Regions from separate parts of the Anser cygnoides genome. Here region 1 is linked to region 2. A link is a contact called in public Hi-C data. All regions are on one chromosome and are shown on one strand. Each heading gives the region's core, a stretch centred on a gene start, on an enhancer-like site or on the middle of the called end of the contact. The rest is flanking DNA. Distances are from core to core; before and after follow the strand shown. Region 1 overlaps ZFHX3 (zinc finger homeobox 3). Region 2 holds the start of TAT (tyrosine aminotransferase).

Region 1 (4,449 bases), core at 620-3,119, 410 kb after region 2:
TCCTGGAGTTTCTCTGCAGACGCTGCTCAGCACTGCTGTTTCTATCTGGACACACGTCCGTGCCCACGCACCAGGAAGCCAGCAGACGTGCCCCTTGGTGGAAGAAGGGTCCAACCAACATCGACCCGCAGGTTCAAATACCTGATGACAGGAGTCCTGGTGCTGCAAGTACTCACGAACCAGCTCACTATCCTGCCAAAGCCCAGAGTTCGCATGCTTCTGCAGGAGTCCCTGTGAACACCACACGTTCTCCTTTCTAAGCGATTCTAACCAGCTGGTCCTGAAGGGCACAAGGTCCCCAGGAAGGATGAGGGAGGACACGGTGGCCTACGGAAAGGCGAGATTCATCAGGCACCTCAAAAGGACAGGACGGTCTTCTCCCTGCAGGAAGACAACCACACGGCGGGCTCGCCTTTGGCAGCCGACAGAGCTCCAGAACTGGCGTGCTGACAACACAAACCGGCGCTGCACTGCGCACGCTCGTTAACGCGGCAGAGAATACGAGCGCTCTCTTACACACAGGCTCACATGCATAAGCACAGCAAGTTCCTCAGATCTTCACAGGATCATTAGCATAAACAGCTTTTCAAGCAGCAGGAAGCAAAGGAAATGCTGAACAAAACAGGACTGAAAGCTGTAGGGCTCAAGCACTTGGCATGAAACTAAGAGAAAGGGTCTCCTTGAGAAGGTGAACCTTCTGCATTATCCACATTTTTTCCTCTGTCCTTCACACCAGCTAAAGTTGAGCCAATGAGAGAAATGCAAGGTTCAGGGAGCTTTTCAGAAAACATTTTGTTATGAACTATTATTCCAAGTTTGCTGATCCCTTTGAGCCAGCTACTGTACTACACACAAAAATATTTATATAATCACCAACCCACTGCCATTGAGAACAGAGTAATCCAGAGGAGTGCCAGAGGGTTTTAAGTGAGCAGCTGGGGAAAAGGGCGTTTATTCCTCCAGAGGCACTCTTTGGAGCAAAAGTATTTTGCAGTGGAGGTAGACTAGCTTAAGTCGCATTTCTCTACAAAACAAAGTAAAACACTTGCTTAGTTTATAAGCGACGTGTCATTTTCATGCTCCCAGGACACGGAGCTTGTTTTCCATGTCCTGCACGAACCTCCCTTCTCTTATGTCAGACACGACAGAAGTTTCAGATTGTGTTCCCACATTGGTTTGTTTTAAAACACTGCGCATTCCTTGATTCTTCAGTTGTGCAATTTACCCCTTTGCTCTAAAACCCCAACGTTTCTTGTCAAATGTCATTTCCAGACTCTGTTGCTGAATAAATAGCTACACTTGCATCTGGTTCACATATTCAGCGCAGTGTTGTTGACCTAACTCCAAAATTAACCAAAGAGCTATTGGGGACAGGCTGCTTCACTCAGTTGCACGGACTCCACAGTTCCTCAAATCCCATTCTTAGCGAAAGTGGTCTCACTGTTCCTTTTGCTGCAGTCTGAAGCTTGCCTTTTTTTGCCCCTCCTTCATCTTTATCCTAGTAACCTGTCCGATAAGAGCTGTCACAGCTCCTCTGTGGCCCCCTGTCCCTCACCACAAAGTGCAGTTACACCCAGCAAGACCATGCACTAGGTAACACCTACACTCATCCAACCCACAGAGATGCCCTGAATTAAAACTTGAGTTTTAAACACCAACTTTGATAGTTCATATGTATTTAAATCACCAGATCACTGCCACAGCGTAGCACGTATAGTAAGACTACAGGATGCAAACCAGAGCAGCGACTCCTGAAAGTGAGAAATTCCAGCTGGCTTCTGTGGCTTTGCTGACCCTCTCCCCTCCTTCCAGTTACTCGATGTGCTGGGCAGTCCCACCCAGTAAGAAACTGGAGGCATTTGCACTGCTGTACAGAGAGCTGACTCTTATAAACCACCACAGGCAAACTCCAACCAGGCCCTCAACAGGACTTCAAAAGCAGACAGAGCCAGCCTCAGATGGCCCAGCCTGGAAAGCCAAGGCTGTGCTGTCAGACAGCACCCTCCTAGCAATACTCTTCACAGCACACAGCCTGCAGACTCTCATGCCTAGCAAGAAGCCCTGCCAGCGCTCCTTCCTTTCTGCTCTTTTACCCAAACAACATATGTGTTCCAGACTAGTGTCAAGGGCCAAACAGAGGGTAAGAGTTAGACTCGTAAGTCATGCCGATCTTCTCTGCCAGGGCTCAGATCCAGTCCTTGTTAGGAAACAGACGCGCTGCCTGGTCCCGGGCTCGGTCACTCCTTCCCACCCCTCGGGAAAGCCTGTGCTTTGCACCACCAGAGCACGCTCAGAGACAGGACCTCAGCATTAGGTCATTCAGGAACCATCCCGCTCGCTACCTCGACAAACACCGCCGCTGCCCGATCTGTTAGCGCTGAATCACACGCTGCTGTTGCGAAGCCCCATTGCAAAGGTCACAAGCACATGTGCTCAGACGCGCTGCCAGCGTTTTGGCACGGAGTACGTTTTACTGGTCACAGTCACAGTGCTGCGACGGAACCTTCGGAAATAAATAAATAGAGTCCTAAAACAGGTGAAGAAATCTGCCAGTACGCTTGGGAAAGCTTCTCAGGTAGACTGTATTTTATGCCAACTTTTAGCAGATCAGAGAGGTCCAGGAGGTCCCAGGTTCCCACAAAGAGAGCATCTGCACACTCACCTGCTTACAAAACACTGCCCTGTTCTAGACTCCAGGTACAGCGTGAGGATTTTCTTTATCTGGTCAAAATAAACCCTTCTGATTGCAGCAACCAACGGGCGTCAATAACTACACGCCACTCAACAGGCTCAAAGTCTCAAGTTCATGCTCTCTAGGTCCACAGAATGCAGCCACTCTATCAGCTGCTACATCCCTGTAACACTTTAGAACAAACACATCTCTCGTGAAAGTTTAACTGTCTCACAAGGGAGAACTGACACGGATTCAGACAAATACAAGTTCCAAAGCACATGCCCAATGGGTCTGTACAGACTCCCAAACCCACGTACAGAGGCATCACGGCACACCCCCGTAGGACCAGGCATCCTCACAGCTGTCACTTCAGGGTGGGGAAGGAACTTGCTACACGTGCTTTGAGACCTCCAGGACTGAAAGCGTTACTCTGATGCTTGCCCTCTTGCTAATTGTGGGTTTTATTTTTATTTCCTATTACCCTCTTGCACGCCTGATGAGATTATCTTACCGGAACTGACACAGCTGGAGGCTGTAGCCATACATGGAGCCTCTCAGGAGGCAATGCAATTTTATTTTCATTGATCAGAAATCAGCAGGGCAGTAAATGATGGGAAATTCCATTAGGAGAAATACTGGGCCATGAGACTCAACTATCTAGGTACACCCAAATCCCACAAAGTCCTGTCTTAAAGTCCCATCTGGATCCTGACATAGTCATCTTTCTTCCTCCCAAAATGGAGTAAGCTACTAACCTGATATTCTTAATCGCTGACTGCTCTGCTAGAAGCTGAGGCAATGCTGTCAAAACACCCCCAAGGGTTCACTTAGTTGAAACAAAGTCTTTGGTACACACGGCAGCATTTAGCTCTCCCAGCTCAGCCTTGCTGGCTGCTGCAGGATCAATGGGGTTTTACGAGCACACGTCCTATTCCACAGCCACCAGATAGCATTTGCTGTCAGAGGTCAGGTAAGTACGAGATGTGACAGCACACCCATGAATTACCCAATTCTCGGGTAGTCCCAGCAGACCCAGAAGCAGCTGAGGGCATGCCCAGCACACACTCCCATTTCAGTCCCATTCTGAGCCCAGGACCTGGCAAAGCACTACAACCTCACTGAAGAAATAGCAGTCTTCTTCAAGGACAGCACCCACAGTGCATGCACTACTTTGGTGAAACCCCTTCCAACAACGCACTACAAAATGCTGTTACATGCCCACGCTGATTTTAGCCCAAACCACGAATCACATTTCAATCCTTCTATTTTAAAATACCATGTATGCAGATTTTTTGTGTTCAATTTCACATTCCCGGATTAAAATCCTACCATCAAGCATCTCCAAATAAAAGCTCTTTTTGACCCTGCCCACTGTTAAATTTCTGCGAACATCTAGGTTGAAACCCAAGTCTTTTGCCTCCTGCAGCAGGACAGCCAACCCCACCAGGAGAGCACGGGTTAACAGAAGCTGACCGCAGCACAGTTGTTAAGGTAATCAATACCAGTGAGATACTAAAGCAGCATAAGCCACATTATTGATTGCCAAGCAGATGATAAAACTGTTTATTATGATAATTGCAGGGTGCCTGCAAGATGCTTCTAGCGCTGTCTTGAGCTTTTTACAAAAATAAGCATTGCCAGGTCTTAATCTTCTGTCTGAGGACCTCCTGAACCCTGGTAAAAGTCCTCCACACTCTGCTATTCCAGAGCACTAACCCTGGGCTACCTTCACCTCCAAGCTCCTGCTCAGATGGAGAAGGTCACATTGCTAGAGG
Region 2 (4,297 bases), core at 705-3,204:
CGGCCCTTCGCCTTCCCCAGTGACATGCTGTTTCCATTGGTCTTGAGCTGAACATCCAGCAGAGGGGCATGATCTCCAGGGCCGTTCACTTGGATCAGGTACGAGTCCATCCTGAAAACTGTCAGTGGTAGATGGATTGCCTTAACTTAGTTAACATATGCCAGACAAAAGCTCTGCCTACCTGGAAGAGTGCCCATGACTCTCCAAAAGCAAAACTTCTGAAAGCTGCAGAACTTACCTACTACCCATGGACAAATCAGTCACCAACAGGAAGTAGAGCTGTTCTCAGGGCCAGGATGGAGTGAAACTGAACATGTAAATGAGTACAATGGAGTGGGAAAGACAAAGGCAGCACTCTGGAGTAGCCACACCACTTCTTTGCATGGCTGCACTTGCTGTGCTGTGGAGGAGCGACCCTCGCTAAATCCATCAGCTAGGAGTTAGCAGCACACTACAGTCATTTTGTGGCTTCAGATTCAGTGTTCCACTGACAGGAGGGCCAGCTGTTGTGTTGTGTCCCCCCGGACCAGACCTCAAGCGGTAACTACAAGGATCAGCCCACTCTGTGTGTGTGTGTGTGTGTGTGTGTGTGTGTGACATCCAGAATGTTCCTCCAGTCCACAGACTGTTAATACCTAACTTTAGATATCAGAAAGGTAGCTCTGATCCCATGTTATCAGGATACACTTGGCAGTGATAAGGTATTAGCTACAGACAGTTGTCTCTGTCAGCAGAGCAACAGGGAGCAACAGTCCAGTCCAACGACTCCAGATTAAAGGGCTGTGCTTAGAAAACGGAGCAAGACCGGTTGGGTCAAGAGGGAAATCTTGGTAGTGACACCATACTAGGCAAAGGGCCTGTAGCCCTGCCTGAGGCTGGCTAACAAGCAAGCCACAGCAGAGAAACAGCTGCCTTCTAGACCTCAAAAAGCATGCATGAAAGTGGCTTACACACCTGAGCATGTATACCCAAAGCACAGGCCAGTCCCAGCCAGCAAATTCCTTACTTAAGAACTGGAGCTGACTCCAGAGTTTCTACCTCGAGAAGGTTAGAGAGAATGCATGCAGATACCTCTAGAGCCACCAAGCCCTTTCTCACTGACACCAGCACAATGTCTCCTAATCTCGCCATCAGCAGCTCATGCTCTGTCTCTGTACTGCTCTATTTCTCTGCTCCACTGAAAGACAGTTCACTGAACTGTAGCCCTTTCCTGATGGCAGTTACTTAGCCCACGCACTGTTAGATGCCATGCTCTCAGATACTCAGGGCACAACAGACAAGGGATCTGGCTACCCTGTCCTTGCTGCAGACACTGAGGTGGAGGGATTATAATATTAACTGGTTCTGGCAAGATTTGCCACCTGAACAAATATCTCATTGCTTCAGTGAGGTTTGAACCTAGAGATGCCCCATGCTGCTACAGTTACTCTACCAGCAGTGCTTCCTTAACTTATTTAAAGTGACTGAGATTATCATAACAGGGTGGTGGTGACAAAGGAAGACTTCAGGTCCCTGCTATTAACACCTTCTGGGTCTCCTTTGCACCAAAAGAAAGGTAGAGGAAGGACTACACAGCAGGACTGCACAAAAACTGAGCAGAGAAATGAGCAATATATCTCATTTCAACATTAGGGCTGAGTCCCAGTGCACAGTGCAAAACCCAGCAGAGTCACACATGGTTCTTATGTGAATGGGAACTGCATATGCAGGCAGAACGGATGCCTTCAGCGTAGGCAGGGAGGGAAAAACCCACTACTCCCCCTGAAAGAAGCAAGATACCAGATAGTACTTTACCTGCTACAGCACAGACAGGGAGGCACCAACAAGCTTAGAGGTCCAGTCCCTACTTTTCATCCAAGACAAATCCTCTCAAGAAGAAATCCCAGCAAATTCTTGCTCATGAAATAAGCCCCCAAACTGGGCGTTGGGTCAGAAGCCGTTAGCCATTGGCTCACAGAGAGGGCTGCTCTCTCCACCCAAAAATGCCCTCTCCTCCCCACTGTAACTTCATTCATTTCAAACACCTGAAACATGCCTGCACATTAACTCTTTCTGGGGGTAGCCTACAGAGGGACAAAATTTTGCTTCCTGGAGGCCCTGGGCCACCACTTTTCTGCATCACTTCCCTCTGTCCTCAAAGGGGAAGAATCCCACAAAGCAGACCCCAGTATTCCAAGCCCTAGCATCTTGTAATGAACCAAGAGAGAAGTGTTGGACCCTGAAGCCTCCAGACAGAATTAGTATGTCCTGCTCACCTCAAAGGCCCTGGGCTCCCAGTGCACCAGCTGAGAAAGTAGTTTGTGGCATCACTTACACACAGGGAACATCTTTGTCCATAGGCTGAATATATTTTATATATACATATATATATATTATGACACCATTCCCAGAAGGCCTTTTTTTTCCTAAGAGATGTAAAATCTGTGCTTTCCCGTCCTTTGCCTGCTACGTGCTTGGGGTAAGTAAGAGGCATCTGCACCCTCCCTGTCTTCCAAGGGCTGCTCCCTGCCACCCTGGCAGCAAATGGCTGGAGATCAAAAAGTTGGTCAGGGGCAAGAGGCATCCTGCTAATCCCCTGGCAAATGGACTGCTGACACCATTGCAGAGGCCAGCGGTCACTATGATTTTTGTCTGTTCATACTCTGCTCCTGTGTGGGAGGAGAGATGACCACCTGCATTCAGCACACGCCCACTGCTCCACCAGCAATAAGGCTGCACCTTCCCAGGTGTTAACAGTGTGTGTGCTCTCTAGCCCAGCCCTGGGGCTGGGTGATGCTGCTGGGGAGTCATGACCTGCTGTTGGCCACAGTGCTGCAATGGGGGTGATGGGGGCCAGGGACTCCGGTGCTGGAGACAAGCTAGGAGATGGTGGGTTGCAGCCAGTGGGTCTGGGCAGAGACCCCAGTCCCAGGCTGGCTGGCAGGCCTCCCACAGTAGCCATGCTGGGGGCTTTGGCCGTGGAATAGTGCCTTTCAAAAACATTTGACAGAGAAATGTCTTGTGTGGAAGCTGGCTGGATTCTCTTCTGTCAAGAGCCTCACGGTTCTGGATTGTTTCTTCTCTCCTTTTTGCTGAAGCCTGACATGAGCAACATTCAGAAGCTCAGTCATGCCCTCTCCAAGCATGTATGGGTACCTTTCTTGCTTCCCCCAGCTCTTACCATGCTGCAGCCCTGACAGAGTTAAAAGTGGTGTCAGGAGGCTTCAAGGATGCTGCTGCCTGTTCTGCCTAGCAACAACCCTGAAGATGATGCAACCGGAGCTCTACCTGACATCCTGCACACTGCAGTGGGGTTCAGGGGAGGGCATGGTGGAAGTCTGCTGCCAAGAGAGAAAAAAAATGTGGCTCTGGAGGCAGAGGTAGACTCAGTTACATAAGGATGAAAACCTGGCCAGATAGGGGAAGGACACAGTGCAATGGGATCAGTGGGTTTCTACTGCTATTGCTATGCCCTTCTCCTCTCTCTGCGTGACTCCAGTCCTTTTCTAGATGATCCAACATCATGCAGCCCCCCTAACCCCACCCCTTGTGGTACGTGGAGCCTCTCAGGAACAAAGCATGAGCACACAGCTCAGCACTTCATGTTCCAAGTGCGAGGTCCTGCATCTGGGCCAGGGCAACCCTAAGCACAAATACAGGCTGGGTGCAGAATGGATTGAGAGCAGCCCTGAGGAGAAGGACCTCTTGCAGCCCAGAAAGCCATCTGTATCCAGGGCTGCATCAAAAGCAGTGTAGCCAGCAGGTCGAGGGAGGTGACTCTCCCCCTCTGTTCTGCTCTTGTGAGACCCCATCTGGAGTGCTGTGTTCAGCTCTGGGGCCCCCAGCACAAGAAGGACATGGACCTGTTGAAGCAAGTCCAGAGGAGGGCCACAAAGATGATCAAGGGTCTGGAGCACCTCTCCTATGAAGACAGGCTGAGGGTGTTGGTGTTGTTCAGCCTGGAGAAAAGAAGGCTCCAGGTAGACCTCACAGAGGTATTCCAGTACCTAAAGGGGGCTACAGAAAAACTGGAGAGGGACTCTATCTGGCAGTGCAGTGACAGGACAAGGGGGAACGGCTTTAAACTAAAAGAGGGTAGATTTAGATTAGACATTATGAAGAAGTTCTTTGCTCTGAAAGTGATGAGGCACTGGAACGGGTTGCCCAGAGAATCTATGGATGCCCCATCACTGGAAGTGTTTAAGGCCAGGCTGGATGGGGCTTTGAGCAATCTGGCCTACTGGGAGGTGTCCCTGCCCATGGCAGGGGGGGTGGAAGGGGTGGGGTGGCGGAAATTAAATGATCTTTAATGTTCCTT

What was found. Hi-C and Micro-C count contacts between places; a contact is called where the count stands out from the background.
Region 1: a contact with region 2 is called in a Hi-C map of liver, with 1.8 times the contacts expected there. The contact joins the enhancer-like site here to the promoter of TAT in region 2. A contact is called at or near these places in 2 of 7 Hi-C or Micro-C datasets (both in liver).

The regions. Positions count from the first base shown.
Region 1 is chr12:592,877-597,325 of Taihu_goose_T2T_genome, forward strand. All of the region lies in intron 5 of ZFHX3 (zinc finger homeobox 3), which reads right to left. Among named protein-coding and RNA genes, the nearest start is that of PMFBP1, 260 kb to the left of the region's middle. Within about 2 kb of position 1,870, at least 2 of the 3 cell types and tissues checked have open chromatin away from gene starts, as enhancers often do. A contact at or near this core is called in liver, where this site is marked.
Region 2 is chr12:185,497-189,793 of Taihu_goose_T2T_genome, forward strand. It overlaps TAT (tyrosine aminotransferase), which reads right to left and starts at 1,955. Exons shown (of 12, transcript XM_013197663.3): 1 at 1,795-1,955; 2 at 1-118. The coding sequence starts at 110.